3 separate regions of the Danio rerio genome follow, and all the other regions are linked to region 3. Evidence: chromatin contacts called from public HiCAR-type and HiChIP or PLAC-seq data. All regions are on one chromosome and are shown on one strand. Each heading gives the region's core, a stretch centred on a gene start, on an enhancer-like site or on the middle of the called end of the contact. The rest is flanking DNA. Distances are from core to core; before and after follow the strand shown.

What was found. HiCAR-type assays count read pairs that join an accessible place to other places. HiChIP or PLAC-seq counts read pairs in DNA pulled down with a chosen protein or histone mark.
Region 1: an H3K4me3 HiChIP or PLAC-seq map of embryo shows a contact between it and region 3, with 5 times the contacts expected there. The contact joins the promoter of zbtb21 here to the promoter of cux1a in region 3. A contact is called at or near these places in 1 of 18 Hi-C or Micro-C datasets (hematopoietic stem cells) and 1 of 4 datasets of contacts at active chromatin or transcription factors (embryo).
Region 2: a HiCAR-type map of caudal fin shows a contact between it and region 3, with 4 times the contacts expected there. The contact joins the promoter of trim37 here to the promoter of cux1a in region 3. A contact is called at or near these places in 2 of 4 datasets of contacts at active chromatin or transcription factors (caudal fin and embryo).

The regions. Positions count from the first base shown.
Region 1 is chr10:37,645,890-37,649,547 of GRCz12tu, forward strand. It overlaps zbtb21 (zinc finger and BTB domain containing 21), which reads left to right and starts at 2,230. Exons shown (of 2, transcript XM_690101.10): 1 at 2,230-2,336. The coding sequence starts at 2,249. It also overlaps a transcript of umodl1 not described here.
Region 2 is chr10:37,852,721-37,855,917 of GRCz12tu, forward strand. It overlaps trim37 (tripartite motif containing 37), which reads right to left and starts at 1,800. Exons shown (of 25, transcript XM_009305495.5): 1 at 1,659-1,800; 2 at 570-651. The coding sequence starts at 590.
Region 3 is chr10:38,154,889-38,158,286 of GRCz12tu, forward strand. cux1a (cut-like homeobox 1a) reads right to left here and starts at 1,344. Exons shown (of 24, transcript XM_073914978.1): 1 at 1,259-1,344. The coding sequence starts at 1,321. LOC137496525 (a long non-coding RNA gene) reads right to left here. Exons shown (of 2, transcript XR_011016941.2): 2 at 3,110-3,398.

The DNA.
Region 1 (3,658 bases), core at 980-3,479, 510 kb before region 3:
ATCTATGGACATTTTTTTTTCTGTGCAGAATTTTATTTTACTTTTTTACAAAATCTGCAATTTATGCGTAGTGATTTTGAGAGTATAGTAACTAAAAACTTAACATGTAAAATAAAAATAATAACTTTTTGACTTTTATTTAAGTTTTACAATGCGATCCTGCATTAATATCTATGTTGATCCTGGAATGTCTTTTTTTTTTTTTTTTTTTTTGAAAATGTAATCCATACCATTCCCTACCCCTAAACCCAAATATAACTGTAAATTATTCTCAAAATCAGATGGGAATTATAGTTGAATAACAATCATATAGAAGGATAAACCTAACCGTAAGCCTAAACTTTACATAAACTGTAAACATATCCCTTAATTATGATTGGCTGACTGGAATGTTGTTCTAAGATCAACATTAAGATTAATCCAGGAACATGTCCTCCTTGGTAAAATCAGGTTGGTGACTGTCATATAATATACACTCACCGGCCACTTTATTAGGCATACCTTACTAGTACCAGGTTGGACCCCCTTTTGCCTTCAGAACTACCTTAATGCTGTGTGACAAAGATTCAACATACTCTAAAAAACGTTGAGTTATTTATTTAACCCAGTGGTTAAGTTAAAAATATTTGGTGCATTGTTGGGTCATTTTGAACCTTAATTGGGTTATGTATTAATAACTCAACCAGTTGGGTTAAATATTTGGTGCTTTGTTAGGTTATTTTTAACCTTTATTTGGTTATTATTTTAATATCTTAACCAGTTGCATTAAAAAATTGGAATTTCAACAGTCAACTGATTGAACTGGCACATAACAGCTGGATTAATATGCGTACGTAATGTTGTTTTTGCATTGTAAAGTTAATTTAAGCTCTATCGCAATAATATTGATTTTTTTTTTTTAATTACCTCTTCCTGCCATGTTTTTATATCCATTTCACCAGCACTCTTAGTTATTGATGATACAAACGCGCCCTTCATAGCCGATCTACATTAAAAACCCTTAAGTGTCTGGAACTTAAAATGTAATGGAAATAAAGCATTTCCAATATCTTTGAAAATGAAATGTTATTTATTTACACAGCCATAATGTAAAACTAATAGTAGTACTGCTAATAGTAGCAATGGTCATACCAGAATGGGAAAAAGCAACATTTAATCAAAATAACCCAATGCATTGCATCACATTATATAATCCAATGCATTGGGTTAAAATAAGGTTCTATAATAACCTATAGTTGGGTTATATATTGTGGTATTTTTAACTCAACTACTTTAATGGAGCCAGGTGCTGGAAATGTTTCTTAGAAATTTTGGTCCATATTGACATCATGATAGCATCACCAGGGGTGCCGCTAGGGGGAAAAGTTAGGACCCCCCCCCCCCCCCCCCTCCCATATATAAATAAATCAATGATTAAATACATACAGTAGGTTTGTGTGTGTACATGTGTTTGTGTGTACATATATTTCTGTTCCTCTGTGGGGGCACCAGGGTAAAATTTTGCTTAGGGCACCCTTTTGACTAATAGTGGCCCTGCATACAAGCATTCATATATCTTATACAATTACTTTAATATAAAAACTGAATAAATATATATTTACACAGATTGACATAAAATAATAAGTAGATTGAATGATGAGCTCAATAATAGTAAAAAAAATACTATGTAAGTCAGTGTGTGCCTGTGACCAGCATTCTTCAAAATATCTTCTTTTGTCCTCAACAGAAAACAAGAAACTTGAATAAGTGTGAGTAAATGATGACAGATTTTTTTGTGTCCACTATTGCTTTAAATGACAAGAGTTATGCGTTTCATTAATAGTATTTAAAATATAATGTTATTTAGAGCATGTGTTTGCATAAAATAAAAATGTACAATGCTTAGTTTCAGGCGTTTATATACATTTAGGCAACAAAAAGTATGTACAATATAGGATAAATTGCCAAATATGTGGCTCCTCTGCATCTAAAAGTTTGAAAACTCCTGGCTCAAATGCTCACTTGCAGGAGAATGACAAGCGAGCTGATTTCTATACGCACTCTCAAAGTAAAATGCCACCTGTGACTTTAACGAGTGTGTGCATACGTGCAAACATATCTCCACTGTTTATCAGTCCGTCATCCTCCGCTCATTTCCTCCGTGCCCGCCCACAGCTCACGCGGCAGCCAATCGGAGAGCAGCACACGTGACGAGCGCTCTTAGCGATGACCTCATCCCTAGAGTGGGATGACGTCAAATACAAGATGGATGGAATCACGACTGCTTCATGCTCAACGCAACTCTGAAACAAAGTCCAGTGTCGGAGCTCCGCGGCGCCCAAAGCCACCCAGGCAGGGTGAGTCCAAATCCCCAACAACTTTATTTCGTCGTCTAATTTAAGTAGTTGGATGTTGTTTGGGTAAAAGCGGGGTTTCCTGACGTAACGCCGTGGAGATTTTCTCGCTCTCACTCTCTCACCAGCCTGTTGTGCAGGATGCGACGTCTGCGCAGTTGGTGACAGAGTGTGTGTGTGTGTGTGTGTATGTGTGTGCGTGCGCGCGCAGACGCGTGTTCTCGTCGCTTCATTTCCGATCTTCTGAATACTGAAGAAACGCAACCGGTTGCTTGTGTTTTGTGACGTGTTTAATAATGTGCCCGCAGTTTGGCAGCGCAGTCAACAAATGGTTTCATTTGAGATTATGATTTAAGCAGGATTATGCTGTGAAATTATGTCGGTTGCAAATCTAAACATACCCACGCCTCATTTTCATGAGCGAATAGTCCCATAAAACCAACTGTAACTAACGTTAGACATGATGTAATCAGCATTCGCTGTGCGCATGCGCACACACTGACAGGCCACTAACTGGGTTTTACGCTTTAATTTGATTGTCGTAATATTATAATGCGTTGGTTTAAATTGTGCACATGAGATTAATATGCATGTTTTTGGTGTATCTGCATGTTAAACTTTATTCTGTGCAACAGTTTTATCAAAATAAGTGAAACAAAACACTATTTTAAGTGCATATTTTGTCAGACATGATTTTTGTTTACATGTGTGTTATAGAGTAGATTATGATAACTAGGGCTGGGCAATTTGGCAAAAATGCAATCTTGATAATTGTTTTCCATACTGAATGATATCGACATATGAAGAGTTAAGATGCAAAACCCTCTAAATCCATCAGACGTAGTATTTTCTATCAGGCTCCTATTTTTAGGTGCAGAAGTTTCATTTTATTTGTAATGATAAGGTTATTAGCTGGTAAATAGGCATGGGACGATAACCATTTTCAAGGTATATCGTTGGGCTTCAAAAAGTCAATTTTCTGTAATTCTGTTCCTAAGGTATGAGTATGATTTTTTGTTTTTCACGATTCAATATAATATTGTTTATCGGCCCAGCCCTAATGATAACCCTTTAAAATTTTAATGATCAATTTTTGGCAACTTGTTATAATGTAATAATAATGTAGTTTGTACATTCCAAATTGCATAAATTGATATTAATAACTGATCTATTATGAATAAACATGAAATAACAATGCACATTGTATTTACAGATGAACATATAGACCATTTCAATGTGGGGATTTTATTGGCTCAAAAACATTTCCTGCTTGTTGTCAAACTATTTCATATCTGTAACATGAGGTGATTCAATCATAACTTGTT
Region 2 (3,197 bases), core at 550-3,049, 300 kb before region 3:
ATAGTAGATATAAAAAAACCTCTCTATCAATACCATGATAAAATTAAGAAAAACACAAAATCAATGATAGACCAATTCAAAGAACTACATTTTATTTGCATCTATATTGGTACAATTTATTGATGTCACATATTTGCTGACTTTTGCAAAAACAAAAAATATATATTTTATTATATATATATATATATATATATATATATATATATATATATATATATATATATATATATATAAATAAAGGGAAATGGGTAGTTTTGAAGCACAAATCTGTTTTATTGTCTCTAATTACAAAAATACTTCAAAGTAGATTTTAAAAATGGTGAAAAACTGTTTAAAATCGTTTCTCCATATTTACAATAATTAGCAGATTTTCACTAAGTCTACAATCTTCTTTACACAGTGCAAAAGCAAAAGCTGAACTTGATATTCCACATAATTTCAACGTTTGTGTTCCATGGAATAAGAAATAAATAGTAGACATTTCATGTTTGGGTTAAACACAATCCTCCAAACCAAAAGCACCTTGATGTCTGTTTATATAAAACACACACAGAACACCGTAAACACACCTCAACACTCTGCTCATCCATCTCAGCCAGGTTTACTTCCAAACAGCCAAATAAACCTGATGGGAGAATCCTGGTGCCTTCACTGCAGTAAAAACAGACAGCAGAAAACATTCAGATGCTCATATTTCATTCATGAAGAATACAACACAGCAGATTGCCATCAATAAGTTTCACAATGCAGAGTTTAAAATGATTAGTGACAGAATATAGAATTAATCTGTATAAGCTTCACTATATATGACTCTATGAATCATACAATCAAAGAAATATATATTAAATGAACTGCTGCAGGATACATCTGTCAACACCAACTAAAGGCCTGCATGACTTTATAAAGCACACAATCACCATATACACGCTTTCATATGAAAGGGTTGACCAATAAACAGCTAAATAAACCTGATGGGAGAATCTTGGTGCCTTCACTGCAGTAAAAACAGACAGCAAGAAACATTCAGATACTCATATTTCATTCATGGAGAATACAACACAGCAGATTGTAATCAATAAGTTTGATAATGCAGGCTTTGACGTGATTAGTGACAGAATATAGTAATAATCTTTACAAACTTTACTATATATATATATATATATATATATATATATATATATATATATATATATATATATATATATATGACTCTATATGACCAAATCACACGATCAAATAAATATATATTGAATGAACTGCTGCAGGATACATCTGTCAACACCAACTAGAGGCCTGCATGACTTTATAAAGCACACAATCACCATATACACGCTTTCATATGAATGGATTCACTTATATACGTTTAAATAACACACACGTGCAACATAACGAGCAGTTCGTCTCAAAACAAGCCCGTTATTGATTAAACATGCATGAAGGCATCATATTTCAGCATATTTATTAAGACAAATTTGCTCGTGCCAGCTCATCGTCTAATACCAAATGCATAGAGGAAAAGAAATGAATTATAAGCGGTTATAATAAAACAAAAACGGTGCATACAAGCAGGTGAGGTAGCGCAGGTTAGCATTTTAGCAAGCTAGCTGGTCCAAACTCACCAAGCAGAAAAATCATCAAATCTATAAACACGCATTTACCTTTTAATGTCACCCTCGAACCAGTCACTGCAGATGTCTGCATCAAACGCTACTGGTTTAGTGTTTTTAAACCGGGTGTTTCAACATCGGACTGCTTGTTTATGGACTAGCAGCAAGCAGCGAATAGCGCCTATATGTCAATGCCAGTCACCATGGGAGACCGTGTCAGTCACCATGGGAGACCGTATCCACCAATCGAATGCATGTTTGGTAGCCGAAAGTATAAGCATTAGCCAATCATAAAGGTGAGTTTAAAGTAGGCGGTGCAGTTTGCGAATTGACACGCCTGCATGAAAGCGCCAATATTAAATATTTAAATCACGAGTGTTTAATTTCGCTTCTTTAACGCTTTTTTTAGTATCTATATTTTTACATTGTAGTTTATATTACATTTAAATAAATGCATAAATAATAATAAAGCACTGTTAGCACTGTCACCTTACAGCAAGAAGGTCGCTGGTTCGAGTCCCGGCTGGGTCAGTTTGCATGTTCTCCACGTGTTGGCGTGGGTTTCCTCCGGGTGCTCCGGTTTCCGCCACAGTCCAAAAACATGCGGTACAGGTGAATTGGGTAAGTTAAATTGTACGTAGTGTATGTGTGTGTGTGTGTGTGTGTGTGAATGAGAGAGTATTGGTGTTTTCCAGTACTGGGTTGCAGCTGGAAGGGAATTTGCTGTGTAATAAAACACATGTAAGTTGGCAGTTCATTTCACTGTGGCGACCCACAATAAATTAACGTGGTGACCCACGATAAATAAATGGACTAAGGAAAAGAAATGAATGATGGAACAAAATTAAGTTGTCCCAAAAAACCTCAAGAATTGTGTTGATTCAGCCTATTGTCAAATAATTAGTTTTAACAAGCAGCAAAAATAAGTTTGAGTGAGTGTAGTCATGCATTTTTGCAATAATAAAAAATCTATTTTTTATTAAAACGACTAAATGTTTTGTGTAACTGTTGTAACATTTTTTTCCATTTTCATAATTAAGGCGTATTTCATACATTCATTTTCTTTTTGGCCTAGTCCCTTTATTAATCCGGGGTCGCCACAGCAGAATGGACCGACAACTTATCCAGCACGTTTACGCAGGAGATGCGCTTCCAGCCGCAACCCATCTCTGGGAAACATCCAGACACACTCATTCACACTCGTAAACTACGGACAATTTAGCCTACCCAATTCACCTGTACCACATGTACCACCTGTAGAACATGCAAACGCCACACAGAAACGCCTAGTAACCTAGCCTAGGCTCGAACCAGCAACCTTCTTGCTGTGAGGCGACATCACAGCACTACCTACTGAGCCACTGGTCTAAGACGTATTTATGCTTATTTAAATTCATCATATTATTTATAATTTATCAATTGAATTGAATTGTGGCTTTAATACAGTTGCAATATCAATCTGGCAAATTCAGAATGCTTATTAAAATATTCATTTATCTTTTTATGGAACTTTATTTTCCATTTTTAAGTTCAAGATAGACTATTATCATTTATAAATTAATCATTTATTTTATTTTTTATGTGGTTAGT
Region 3 (3,398 bases), core at 94-2,593:
CCTTTAGTTTTACAGGCTACTGACAAAAATATGTAAACACAGAAATCATTTGCTATAATTATAACACTGACACATCTAGTTTAGATTTATTTCTTTAAAAAATCGTTGCTACTATCGAGTGATATTGATTTTGAAATAATAGTGTATTGATTTTTAATGACTCCTGATGTTTATGAAGATGTATAAATGGTAATAGGTAATATGAAGTTCGATCAGAAAATAGGACAGCGATTTTTTAAGCTATGCTCTGAGACCTCAGTTCATAAATACATAAACTCTCAATCAATAATTGATACAATCATGAGTCTATTGTTTATGCCTAACCAAACGCGACAAATGCACTTTCATACACCAACAGCACGAACATTACGAACAACGAAAGAAGAGTTCTGACAACTAATCGATTGGAGAAACAACAACAATAAACCAAAACAAACACGGCGAAGCGAATCTTTCCGTTCCCACCTGCATATAAATGCACATTTCTGTTGAAGTTATGGGTAAATAAATAAAAAATACACAGTGAAATTGTGCTTACTCGTTTTAACGAGCTATATATTACACCCCCAGGAACGGAATAATGAAATAACGCTTATAAAACTAAAAAGTTTTACGTCTATGTTTAACACACACACGAAAAAGGTTCGTGTTTGTTTATTGTTTTGTTTAATTGTTCCTGTCTGGCGCAGGTTTTAGCAGCTAATTCCGTCTTGACTTTTAACTGAACTACCGAAGCCGAACTTCTGCGTTTGCTAACTTCATAAACTTCATAAAGTCACATCAAAAAGTGCTAACAGACCAAAAAATCCAAATAAATGAGTGAAATGTAGAAAGGAAGGCACACTAAAAACACCTCTCTCGTTACTAAGCAATAACGTCTCGGTCCAGCACAGCGCCACCCGTGTAGCGCGACACACTTCTAAACACAAAATTATTTCCACAAACATACTATCTAAATCTCTTCGGCACAAACTATTCCCAAAACATCCCGGGGACGGAAAGGAGCGGGAAAGAATAGGGAAACCTTCATGCTCTTGTTGCCAAAGTGGCCGCATCCACCTTGACCGTGATGGTTGATCGATGGGAATTGAACAAAGAGGATCAATTTCCGATCAGCGCGAGAGAGCCGCTTTAATCAATGGGCACCGAACCCGGTGAACGAGCCGACGCGAGAGCGACGCGCCAGCCTCTCCGCGCGACGCTCCCCGGGACCGGCTTACCGGCAAACACAGCGAGTACAAAGCGAAAGGGAGCTGACCTGGAGCTGCTGCAAATCAAAGCGTTTCCAATATTGAAACATCGATCCCGCATTGGCCGCCATCTTGAGACATATTGAGACGGAATGAAAGGCTGATAGAGAGAGCGCGAGAGGGGCTGGAGTTCAGAGAGAGAGAGAGAGCGAGAGAGAGAGAAAGAGAGGCGGGGGAGCGCGCGCAAAACACGGAGCGGAGCAGATCGAACGTCGCGGGCGCGCGCGGAACGGAGTTATCGACCGAACCTGCGATATTGAATAGGGCTACTGAAAACAATTATTGAGAGCGTCCTGAATAAAAGGCAGAAAACGCGGGATGGAGTTCCCGTCTTCAATCGAGCTCCCTGTGGTTCGGGAGGGGGGCGCTGGATACGTTTTCATCCGCTACAAGGAGAGAGTTTATACGGTTATTGATTTTTTATCTCGTGCTAGAGATAGATATTACGAGACGCTGATCAGACGTGACGCGAGGAACGCGGACACAACGCGAGCCCAACGCGCGGCTTATGCTTTTCATGGTCAAACGAACAACCTTCTGGGCCTGTTTGTGTGTGTGAACGAACACCTGATATATTGATTTTTGATTTAGTTTTGATCTTTAATCTTCTTATACTATAAATATACAGGATGTTCTCGCGTCTTGTCTTGTAATATTTTTGCTGGCGTTTAAGTATGTGTGTGTGTATGTGTCCAGTTCCCTCCTGTTTGTACTCTGAAACCAATACATCTATTATATTGATTTTATGGGCATTCTTGCGTGAAGAATGTGGAGACGGTGATCGATAGCCTGAATAAATAGAAACACAGCTTGACTGTTCCCCGTATAAATAGTGCATCAAGCGATGTGCATTTAAAATGGTAATGGACGGGGGTTTAAGATGGAGGCATTAGGTGATTTTAATGTTATAACATAAACCCTTGTCCGGTCGATTCCTGATGAATTGTAAATACTGCTTTTGATCTTGAACTTGGAGAGCAGCGCCCTCTTTTGGATGCACATGGTATCGCCTCTTCAGTCTTCACAATTGTTCACAGTTAATAGTGATGATCCTAAATAATATTGAATTAGTGCTCAATTGATTTAGTGATGATAGACTGTCGAGGATGTAAATTTATTATTATTATTACTATTATTATTATTATATAGAAATAACCAATCGCATTTTAGCTTATAATCTTCCTGGTGATTATGCTGATTACATGAATTCATCATTTATTGAGAGTTATTCAAATTATTAAGTATTAATAACATCTATTGTTATTATGATCACACTTTATTTTAAGGTAAAGTTCTCACTATTGACAAACTTTTAGCTCAATAAACTCCCGATTTGCTGCTTATTAATAGTTATTAAAGTAGTATTGATTACGGATGTAGAATAAGATCATAATTTATAAGTACAAATAAACAGCCAATATCTTAAGCATTAGCAGGTGATAAACCAGTTAATATAGAGAATTGATACTTAAGAGAAGTGTTACCATTATTAACCACACTGAACTGAACTGCAACACTGAAAACTGAACTGAGGCTGTTTCAATTTACTATAATATTCTATGTGAAGCTGCTTTGACAATCTACAATGTAAAAGCGCTATAGAAATAAAGATGAATTGAATATTATTAGTAATAGTATTTTTATTAATATTTTCATCACTATTTATTTAATGGAAAGAGATAATGTAATTTGAATGTACAAACTATGAACATAATGCACTCACACACACATCATAATATTATTACAATGCACATTATGACTTGATGTGTGTATAATTGATTAAATAATGGCAAACATAGTCAAATTAAACAGTAAATTATGTGCATACACATAAAATCATAGAAAACAGTGCAAAGAAATCCTTTTTATTACTTTATTATCATTGTGAGAATCCAGAAACAATGTTTTACAGGCAACAGTATAAAACAACGCATAATAATCTAAGTGTTAATGAGGTAATATATTGCAGGCGGTCATAATAATACATATGCTTTATGGTACAATGCAAAAGAAAAGTGACAAATGCATGTAACACAATAAATGAAGTAGAAGCTGTGGAAGATAATCAAGTGCCGCTATATGGCAAGCTGTTTTAACTTTTATTTATTTGTAGGATACGTTCTTGATATCAAAATTCAGTAGGCTGCC